Linked DNA regions of Mus musculus: all the other regions are linked to region 1. Evidence: chromatin contacts called from public HiCAR-type and promoter capture Hi-C data. All regions are on one chromosome and are shown on one strand. The core of a region is the stretch at or near the end of the contact, and the rest is flanking DNA. Distances in the headings are between cores, read along the strand shown. Region 1 holds the start of Adamts20 (a disintegrin-like and metallopeptidase (reprolysin type) with thrombospondin type 1 motif, 20). Region 2 holds the start of Zcrb1 (zinc finger CCHC-type and RNA binding motif 1). Region 3 holds the start of Yaf2 (YY1 associated factor 2).

What was found. Promoter capture Hi-C pulls out the DNA fragments that hold promoters and counts their contacts. HiCAR-type assays count read pairs that join an accessible place to other places.
Region 2: a contact with region 1 is called in a promoter capture Hi-C map of embryonic stem cells, with 2.7 times the contacts expected there. The contact joins the promoter of Zcrb1 here to the promoter of Adamts20 in region 1. A contact is called at or near these places in 4 of 39 promoter capture datasets (cranial neural crest, embryonic stem cells, hippocampal neurons and 1 more) and 3 of 115 datasets of contacts at active chromatin or transcription factors (astrocytes, embryonic forebrain and stem cell-derived neural progenitor cells).
Region 3: a HiCAR-type map of astrocytes shows a contact between it and region 1, with 3 times the contacts expected there. The contact joins the promoter of Yaf2 here to the promoter of Adamts20 in region 1. A contact is called at or near these places in 8 of 39 promoter capture datasets (the 3T3-L1 cell line, cranial neural crest, embryonic stem cells and 5 more), 1 of 484 Hi-C or Micro-C datasets (muscle stem cells) and 1 of 115 datasets of contacts at active chromatin or transcription factors (astrocytes).

The regions. Positions count from the first base shown.
Region 1 is chr15:94,402,997-94,406,193 of GRCm38.p6, forward strand. Adamts20 (a disintegrin-like and metallopeptidase (reprolysin type) with thrombospondin type 1 motif, 20) reads right to left here and starts at 1,354. Exons shown (of 39, transcript NM_177431.5): 1 at 1,003-1,354; 2 at 193-554. The coding sequence starts at 1,093.
Region 2 is chr15:93,396,666-93,399,762 of GRCm38.p6, forward strand. Zcrb1 (zinc finger CCHC-type and RNA binding motif 1) reads right to left here and starts at 1,669. Exons shown (of 8, transcript NM_026025.3): 1 at 1,498-1,669; 2 at 505-590. The coding sequence starts at 588. Pphln1 (periphilin 1) reads left to right here and starts at 1,685. Exons shown (of 9, transcript NM_175363.4): 1 at 1,685-1,796.
Region 3 is chr15:93,335,402-93,338,332 of GRCm38.p6, forward strand. It overlaps Yaf2 (YY1 associated factor 2), which reads right to left and starts at 1,534. Exons shown (of 4, transcript NM_024189.6): 1 at 1,356-1,534; 2 at 939-1,064. The coding sequence starts at 1,381.

The sequences.
Region 1 (3,197 bases), core at 104-2,603:
CTCCTGAGCGCCTCTGGAGCACGTGACAAATGGATGAAAGATGCTCTCTCTCTGCCTGTGGTCTAGGCTCCTCTCTCTGGTGGTCTCTGAGGACTCCAAGGAACCTACTAGGAACCACCCACCATGCCCCAATCCCCAGACAGCCCTGGCCTGGATCAGAGAAAACTCATAGGGAGGTACAATCAGGCTTACCAGTCCTCCACAGAGACTGAAGACAGCAGTGTGGTCCTCTCGCGCGTTGACCTGGCCACGGTAGAAACAGTGGCGCAGGTCTGGGGACTCCGTGCTGCGCCCGCCTGGTCCAGGTACCGGGGTCCCCAAGTGCACCTCAGTGTAGCCTGCAGCCAGGAAGGCCGCATCAGCGCTCAGGTTCAGCTGGAAGAGCTGCCCGTAGGCGCTGATTCGGTAGTGGGTCCTGAACGGAGGAGGCTCCGGCACCCCGGAGCTACGTTTCTTCCGGCTGAAATGCCGGTTCTGGGGAAACACGTCTCCGAACTCATTGACCCGCGTGGGGGTCACCACTTCGTAGGAGGCCAGAGTCTTCACCAGGGCTTCTGCAACACACAGCGAAATGTCTATGAAGCCCCGACGCTGTCCAACCCACAAGCTCTTGAGCCAAGCATCCCTACCCAAGGTCCCCAGTTTTGGTCAGTCTCAGGGGCACGACAGATATACACACACGCACACACCTGGGCACCGTGGGCATGTACTGCTTTCCCACGGGTCCTATATGCTCTATACAGACCTTGCCACCCACCACCCAGCGCAGCCACCTCCTTGCCAGCCCCTCTTCTCTTCCCAGCCTCCAGCAACCCGTGTTGTCCGGATGCACGCTGCTCCATGCCCCACGCGTGCCCGCCGCATGATCAGGAGAGCGTGTCCCCAGAGATTCCACGACAACCAAAAAAGTCCTCGGGGATGCTCTGAGCTGGGTGGCCTGGGGTCTCCAACCAGTCTGCACCACCCACTCGCACCCGGCCCAAGCGCCCACGGCGACCTTACCCTGTCGTGGGTGGAAACGAACTTCCCAGGACCCAGTGAGAAGGAGCGAGATCGGGCAGAGCAACCCGGTCAGCCACTTGGCCACCCGCATGGCTGCACACAGGGGAGGGGATCCCGACTGGGAGGCCGCCCCAGGGCCGCCGGCTCCCCGAGCTCCGCTGCCCTCCTCCGCGCTCTAGCGGTTCTCCGCGGCGTCTCAGCAGCCTCCTGAGCACCCGGGACTGCACCCCGGCTCGCCTCGCCCCGCCGCCAGTCCCCGCTCCCGGCGCCGCTGCCTCATCGCGCGCTGCCCGCCTGGCTCTCTCAGGCCCGCGCGCCCCGCGCTCCCGCGCCACCCTGGGAAGCGCTCGCTGCCCGGCCCAGCGGGAACCGAGCCAGAGTAGCGGGGCGCGCGGGGCGGCGGAGGGCCCGCCCCCCAGGACCTGGTCGACCAATCAGCGGGAGGCGCGGCGGCTCGGCCTCCCGCGCAGCCCCTGCCCCGCGCAGCCCCGCCCGCGGGCGCGCGCACCGGGACCTCCCTGGCTGCAGCTCCGCGTCCCCAGGACCAGCCAGACCCCACGCACGTTGACAGGTGATAGGAGCACGGAGTGAAATGACAAGTGTCAGACCGGGGCCTATGCAATTCACGTTTGAGAGGTCCTATTCGGCTTCCCACGCAAAATAACCATCCGTAACCGGATGCTATCCATGGAGCTTGTGGTGAGGCTCAGTTTTTTGAGGGTCCCTGTGTGCAGGGAGACTCTGGAGTTTGGAGGATACGGAGCTAGAAGACTTGTGTATGACTGCATTAACCTATCTCTCTTGGTTGAGGAAGTTCAAGGAGGTCATTGGAGTCTCCAGAACTCCAGTCACATGTGATTACTGTTGCCTGTCTGCGCCTTTGGTTTTGTGCTTAAATATGCACAAAGGACTCTCCCCAAAACATACAAATGTCAAGAACCACGGAACATCTGCCTGTTTCTGGGACCAATCTCTCCACCGAGTGAAGAAAGCCCTCTGTCAATGTTAACTCTCGTCAACAATATCTGTAGCTCTGAATCCGTGCGCAAGGCCAGGCCCTACTGCAACGGACAAACTTTAGCATGAAGAGAAAAACAGCTTCTTTTCAAGGGTACTTCTCGTGTCCTGAGCTCACCTGTTTGATTTGCAGGATCTGCAATTACTTCTATTACCAGAACGGAAAAAAACGGGGGAGAGGGGCTGGGAGCCTTGAAATCCAACCAAGGCCATTAACCAGGGAAGGCAAACCTTCACGGATACAACGGGGTGACTGCAGCTCAGTTTGGCTTACAGTCACTGTTGCAGTCACTGTTGCGCTCTGGGCTCTTGGCCTTGGAAATTGCCCTCTAACCATACGTTCCCTCCTTCCATGTCACCGGTATCAATCTTCTGTTGTTGGCAGCACGGGTAGTAGAAGAGTTTCAGGAAGGGAGAGTCGAAACTTATATTTGATGGTGAAATCCCCAGCTGGGTGGTGGTATGGTAATCCTCACTCGCTCCTCTTTTCCTTCCCACTTTCCCACCAGTGCCATTCCATCCACCAGAGAATTAGAGAGCATGGCAGGTTTAGGTTAGAATGTGGTGGTCTTAAAGAGAACAACAACGGACTTTACCCACAACTGTGCGTTTAACCTTTACCATCCTCCACGCTGGGCACTTTAATGGCATGCAGCTCTGAGTACATCTTGGCATTTGGAGCCAGGCCTTTCCACCTACAAAGACCCGAAACCAGAATCATACCACACTAATTGCTACCCGACTGCTGAGAGACACCTTGTTTTCATCGCTGAAGGTTCAAAGCATCAAAGCAGTGCTGGTAACGGAGCGTTTCGTTTTCAACACATCTGACATTTTGGAAATATTGTGTTCATGGGACAGTTCATGTGCTGTCTGTGTCACTCTAATCTTATAGATATATTTTAATTAATCCTCTGAGAATTCCATACAATATGTTCTGCCCCCAGTCACCGCCTTTCCCCGCCCCCAACTCCTCCCAGGTCTGCTCCCAACTTGCCAGTATTCTCGCAACTTTGTGTCCTATTATTTAATAGCCTCCGGAGGAGTCCAGTTTGCATTGTCTACTTACTCTTGGGAATAGGGCCATTCACTGGAGTGCGGTTAATAGGGCCATTCACTGGAGTGCGGTTAAACTATAGTGAAACTCACCGGTATAGAAAACAGACTCCTGTCCCCCC
Region 2 (3,097 bases), core at 419-2,918, 1.0 Mb before region 1:
AAGACAAGCATCCTACCAACTATACTTCACCTCCAGCCCCCAGGTATGTTTTAAATAAGGTTATTTCTTATCATTCAGTCTAAAATCTCACCTCCAAGCCTAATTCAGTATCTCTTTTCTCTTTCGTGAGATGGGGTCTAAATTGTCCAAGCTGATCTTCCTACCTCAGCTTCCCCTGTGCTGGGGTTACAGGTGTGTGATAACTACTCTAGGCAAGTGTTCCACCACTCAAGTACAGGCGGCAGAGGAAGGCAGATCTCTGAGTTCTATGATAGCCTGTTCTACAGAGTGAGTTCTAGGCCAGTCAGGCACAGAGAAACCCTGCCTCGAAAAAACACACAAACAACAAATTCTCTTTGGGAAATTAAAACAAAATTGAAAAATTTCCCACTAAAATTTGCAGAAGATATCAACTAAAAATTTTCCCAGGGAGCAGTATTTTTGCTTAAGCTTCAGATTGTCTCTAAAGAAAGAATCCATTAGTTAGATGTACATACAACTTACCCGGTATAAATCATTGTTTGTTAGGGAGAAAGGCAAGTTGGATACATAAACTGTGCTTTTACTTGGCGCCAAGCCACCGCTCATTTCTAAAACGGAAAAAAAGGAGACATTGGGAATCTTACTCCAAGTAGAACCAAACAAGGACCATCACTGACTTAATTAGGGTAGAATTCCTCAGGCTCCATTCATTTAAAGAGATTAGAGTACCAGTGTGGGTAGGGTGTGAATTACCATATTCCTTTTCTAGCAGCGGGTGTTAAGCCTTTTAGGGCTGCGGTGCGATTGAAGAGGGGTTTTAGAGAGATGGAGAAGCCACAAGGCTATTTTTAACGCCTTCTTAGGGTAAAAGCGGAAAAGATGTTTCCCAAGGATTCGCCCACCTCCGAAAGGGACACCTGTCTACCCCGCCTCTTTTGTTCTTGTTTTTAAAAAAACTCCTGTATCTACGTCTGTATATATGGATTACTGATATAGGTAGGCCATGACGACAGAGACTCGGTTTTGTTAAGCTTGGGGTAGTTTCACATTTTGATAAAGTTCTTTAGATTTTTAAATTTCGTGCACAACCAAATCATGAAATGACACTCTATTACATGGATTACCTACTTTGAATGGGACATTAACCTGTATATTTATCAATGTGCTTAGTAATCAACGTCACTGTTAAAACTCTGCAAATTACAGGTGAAACGATCGCGTCGGTCGGCAGCAAGTGTTAAGAACCCCTATGAATGACAATGGACCCGGCACCCCGGAGGGCGCCCCGCTGGCCCAGTAGGAGGATTATTCAAAAAGCCTTAGCTAGCCAAAACCTGCTTGTCGCGTTTCCAGTTTCTCACTCTGAGAAATGCTAACCCCGGCTGGACGTTCCTGGGGCCGGAGCTGGGGTCAGGGTCGAGGCCGAGGCCGAGGCCGAGGCCGAGGCCGAGGCGGAGGCCGAGGCGGAGGCCCGGGCCGCGGCCGTCTCCTGGGCCCGGCGCCGTGGGAGCTTACCTTCGGCGCAGAGGCGAAGCGGAGAGGATGCGAGCCCGCGGCGGCTTCACCTCCGGCTGCCTTCCGCGGCGCGCAAAAGCGCGGGCGTCCGCGAACGCAGCGCGGTGCAGCGCTCCTTCCGACTCCCCCAAACCCCGACGGCCCCGGGCCGGAGGCTGGCGCGCCGGGCGACGTCACCGCGCGCGCCGGAAGTGCCTTTAGGGCGAGCGGACGTCTGGCTTCGCGGGTTTCACCGGCGGCTGAGGCGGCGGCGACAGAGGCGGCGGCGACAGAGGCGGAGGCTCAGCAGTGGGACGTAGGTGAGCGAGTGGCTCTCCGCAGAGGCGCGAGGGGCGCATGCGGCCGGCGGGCGGGCGGGCGGACGTTTCCTGCGGCGATGGAGATGTGCTTTATTCTGGACTCCTAGTGGAACCTGGAGAGGGACTCAGTGGATGCGGGAGGAAAGCGAAGTGTGGAGGAGAGTGAGACCCAGGTTCCGCTTCTCGGCAGGAGTTTAGTAAGCAAAAGGGGAGTTCTCAGCCAGGCAACTTCAGTGACGCCAGGTCAGTCAGGAAGTCTGGGTTTTTATCTTATTTTTTATTTTTTGGACCTAACCGACTCTGTAATAGGCACTTTGAGAGACGGACAAAAGAGTGCCAAAATAATCCACTTGCTGTTGAGAATGTCAGTGTGGCCGGGGAGACAAAGCCCACGTGGGGACAGTTGGAGTCACACAGTGACCCATTCTTGAGTACTGGCACGGACAGATGTTCAGCTCCATCGTCCCGTTGTTTATTACTATTTTTTCCTTTCTGAAAATATGGAATGGGTACGCACTGATTATTTTTTTGTTTTCCGAGACAGGGTTTCTCTGTGTAGCCCTGGCTGTCCTGGAACTCGCTCTGTAGACCAGGCTGGCCTCGAACTCAGAGATCCCGCCCGCCTCGCCTCCAGAGTGCAGGGATTAAAGGCGTGCACCATCACCGCCCGGCTACACTGATTATTCTTTAAGAGCTCGTCGTTTCTACAGAGAAATCCGAATGCTTATTTTGCCCGGTAGTTTAAACTTAACTTCTACCCACCAGCACGTACAGACCAGGCCTGTAACTACTCCCTGGGAACCTGCGTGTCAGCAGCCCGGAGCCCAGAGCCTGTCGTGGAGCCTGCACAATCAATCCTGACTGAAGCGGAGGGACGAAGTGCAATCCACCCAGGGCGCCGCTGAGTTTTGAGAGGCATTAATTCCTTGGCGTCCACCAAGGGACCACTGGGACTAATTCTCATGGCAAACTTGTGGCCAGCCCAAACTCCCAGGCTTCACATCCCGGTTGTGCTTGGTTATCGCCCACGATGTAAGCCCCTTTGGTCTTCTAATTGTTTGAGCCTTAACTCTCCGCGCTGTTTCGTGCTTCCTCTCGATTTGGGGGTACCACTGCTTCTCCTTCCTTAGTTCACCCTGAGCGCATCGTCTGTGCTCCTGGAATCTTATTTTGTCTGCTTAGCAAACACTTATTAGCCTTGTTTTGAAACTGTCTTGCGTTTTCTGACTCTTTAACAAAGCTGTGGCTTTTGCCTTTAAATTGAACTTTTTTTTTTTCCCCTGACATCTGGGTTTTAAGAT
Region 3 (2,931 bases), core at 284-2,783, 1.1 Mb before region 1:
AAAAACAGGATACATCATTTTTAGAAATAACTTTGACTATTTAGAATGTCAAAATTATACAGGCCCTCTGTTTCAAACAGAAAATTCCCCGTATTCTGTAATCATTTGTATTTGAATAGGCTTCATAGCAGCAAAATAAATGCCTTACTTAAATATTGCTACAAATCACTGTAGAAGTGGATTTAAAGGCGGCCTTCCCAAGGGAACTATGACCAAGTGGAGACAGATCAAGAATGCTACTGAGTTCGAATTTCCTAAATTTAACTCTTTTAAATGGTTTTTTTTTTTTTTTTTGGAAAGACAATTATAATACTATATGCCTACCATACAACAAATCCAGGGCCGGCAACAGACAAAGATCATGTCATCTCGTTTGTGTAAAAATATCCAGGCACTGGAGTAAAACTGCGTTGCTGGGTTCACCTCCCAACCAACTACTTAACTGTAAAAAATTATTACAGAAATAGAACAACAACAAAAAAAAACCCAGACGCGAAACCTTGGCCTGACCCTTTCCGGACATCCGTTACTAAGAAAGTTTAATCCATTACGATCCTACAAGCGATACTTTTTCCCCAGGGGGACCGAGTGACATCGCGGCCTTTCCTCCGTCCCCTCCCCCGCCCCGGCTCCCCGTCCCCGCCCCCTCCCCGCACACTAACACCACAATGCGACCAGCGATCACGGTCTCTGCGCCCGGCTGGGGAGGGGGCACCGCACCGGCCACGCATGGAACGGCACGGCACGGCAGCGGCCGGCGACCCCCATGGATAATTCATCCTCCGCAGCAGGCGCCACCGCCGCCGCCACCGAGCCCTCGCCGCCAGCCGCGGCTCAGCCGGGTCGCGCCCCACCGCGGCCGCCGCCTGGCTGGCCGCCCCGCCGTCCCGCGTCGCGCGGGGGGCCCCGCGGGGGATCCACGGGCGCGCCGGACTCACCGGGTGGAGGTGCCCTTCCGCACATCGCACATCATGCACTTGAAGGCCTCGGCGCTGTTCCGGAAGGTGCAGACACTGCAGTCCCAGTAGCCCTCATCCGAGGCGGGCTTCGGCTGCCGCTTCGGCCTGCAGGACACAACCGGACACGACGCAGCGCGGGGTCAGCCGCAGGCCGCGCCCGGCCCCGCGCCCCGCCCCGCCCGGCCCGCGACCCCCGCCCCGCCCGGCGCCGCGCGGGGGAGGGGAGCGCGGCCGCTGACCCCGGCCGCCATCGCGGCCCATTGTGGGCAGCCGCGCGCCCCGCCGCGCCGCGCCGCACCCCCTCTCCCCACACACACGCGCGCGCCCCGCGCCGCGCCGCTCCACGCCACGCCACGGGACCCCGGGCCGCGGGCGCTCCGCCGGCGGGCGCCCTACCTGGTGGGGCTCTTCTTGTCGCCCATGCTCGCTGCCGACGCGCGCCGGTCTGTCAGCGCCGGGGTGAGGGGCCGGCGGAAGCGCGGAGGCGAGGGGGCGGGGAAGGCCGCGCCGCGAGCTGCAGCCGCCGCCGCCGCCGTCGCCGCCGCCGCTGCCGCCGCCGCCGCCGGATCCCACGCAGCCTCCAGCTGTCGGGGAAACTCCTGCCTGCGCGCACGTGACCCGCGCCGGCCAACCAGCGGCCGCGCCGGAGACTTCAAACGCGGGGAGCGCGGCCCAGCACCGGCGGCGAGTTCGCGGCGCCGCCTCCCTCCAGCTCGCCCGCCCGCTGGCTGCCCCGGAGCGCTCCGGCCGTGGCTCGCACGCCCCGAAGGGCGCGATGGCAGGCGCCCGCAGACACGCGTGCGCCCGGCGCGGCGGGGACTGTCATCCTTCCTTCTGGGGAAGCGACCCAGAGGCTCGGGAGAGGTTCGGTGCCCTGCTCTAGCTTACATAATTCAAACGTGACGAAACCAGGGTCTGATCCGGTTTTAATTGCAGCGGCGTCCTCCTGGCCTCACGGGGCTCTGCAGTGGCTTGTTATAAAACGGACGCTCGTGAGCCTACGTAAGGCAGACGAGGTTGCTTGTGCCCTGGACACCACCTCCCCGAGTCTCCTTACTCCAGCCTGTCGGGGATACACACCTCGCCTGCTAGACCCAAACAGCCATCTCGCTGGTCCTTGAAGCTCTGCTTCCCACCTCGCCGATCTGGCGGGTACCCCACAACCAGAGTTAGCTTGACATCCCTCTGATCGAGGGGCGACTTTAGCATGCCAAGTCGGTGAACCGTCATCAGGAAAGCTGCCCCTGAAGAAAGGAGAGATGAAATCCATCCCTTCTCGGAGCCCTGCCTTCTTCTGCCTTATTTGGGTGTGCTGATGGAGGCGTTGTAGCCTCCGCATCAGGCTTAACTAACTGAAGGGGACCCAGTTCAGGCACTGCGTACTTAACAGTTGATCTGACTGTGTGGCTCCTGGGATACTATAAGGTTGTTTAGAAAATGTATCCAGCTGGGCCAGAGCAGGATGGAGCAAATTTTCATCATGATACTCAGAGTGAGATGGCAACTAAAAACTTGAGGAGTTAACTGTTTAGGAAGTCCTTAATATTTTGAACTATATCGTCTGTGGGTAATTGAAACAGGAAAGCAAAACTCCAGCAAAAGGGAGACTACTGTATTGATGTGTTACTTACCAAACAAGAGTTAATAACCAAACTGGAGGATGCTCTCCTTTTTATCATTGGGAATATGATATTAATTGGGGTAATTAAGAGGGAAATAGGCTTCAAGCTTCTGAGAAAAGAAAGTCAAAATGAATTATAGCAGAACGGGTGGGAGTATACAGCTCAGAGATGGAGCACTTGCACAAGGCACTGAGTTACTAGAAATTTGGAAAAGCATTTAAAAGATTGTTTTATGTGGGGTTTGCTTGGGTGCTTAGTATTACTTTATTTTTGCAGAATAGAGAGTCTGACTTAGTTGAGTGTAAAAGTTATATATTAGAGGTTGCGTTAATTTTCCAAGATAAAAGAGG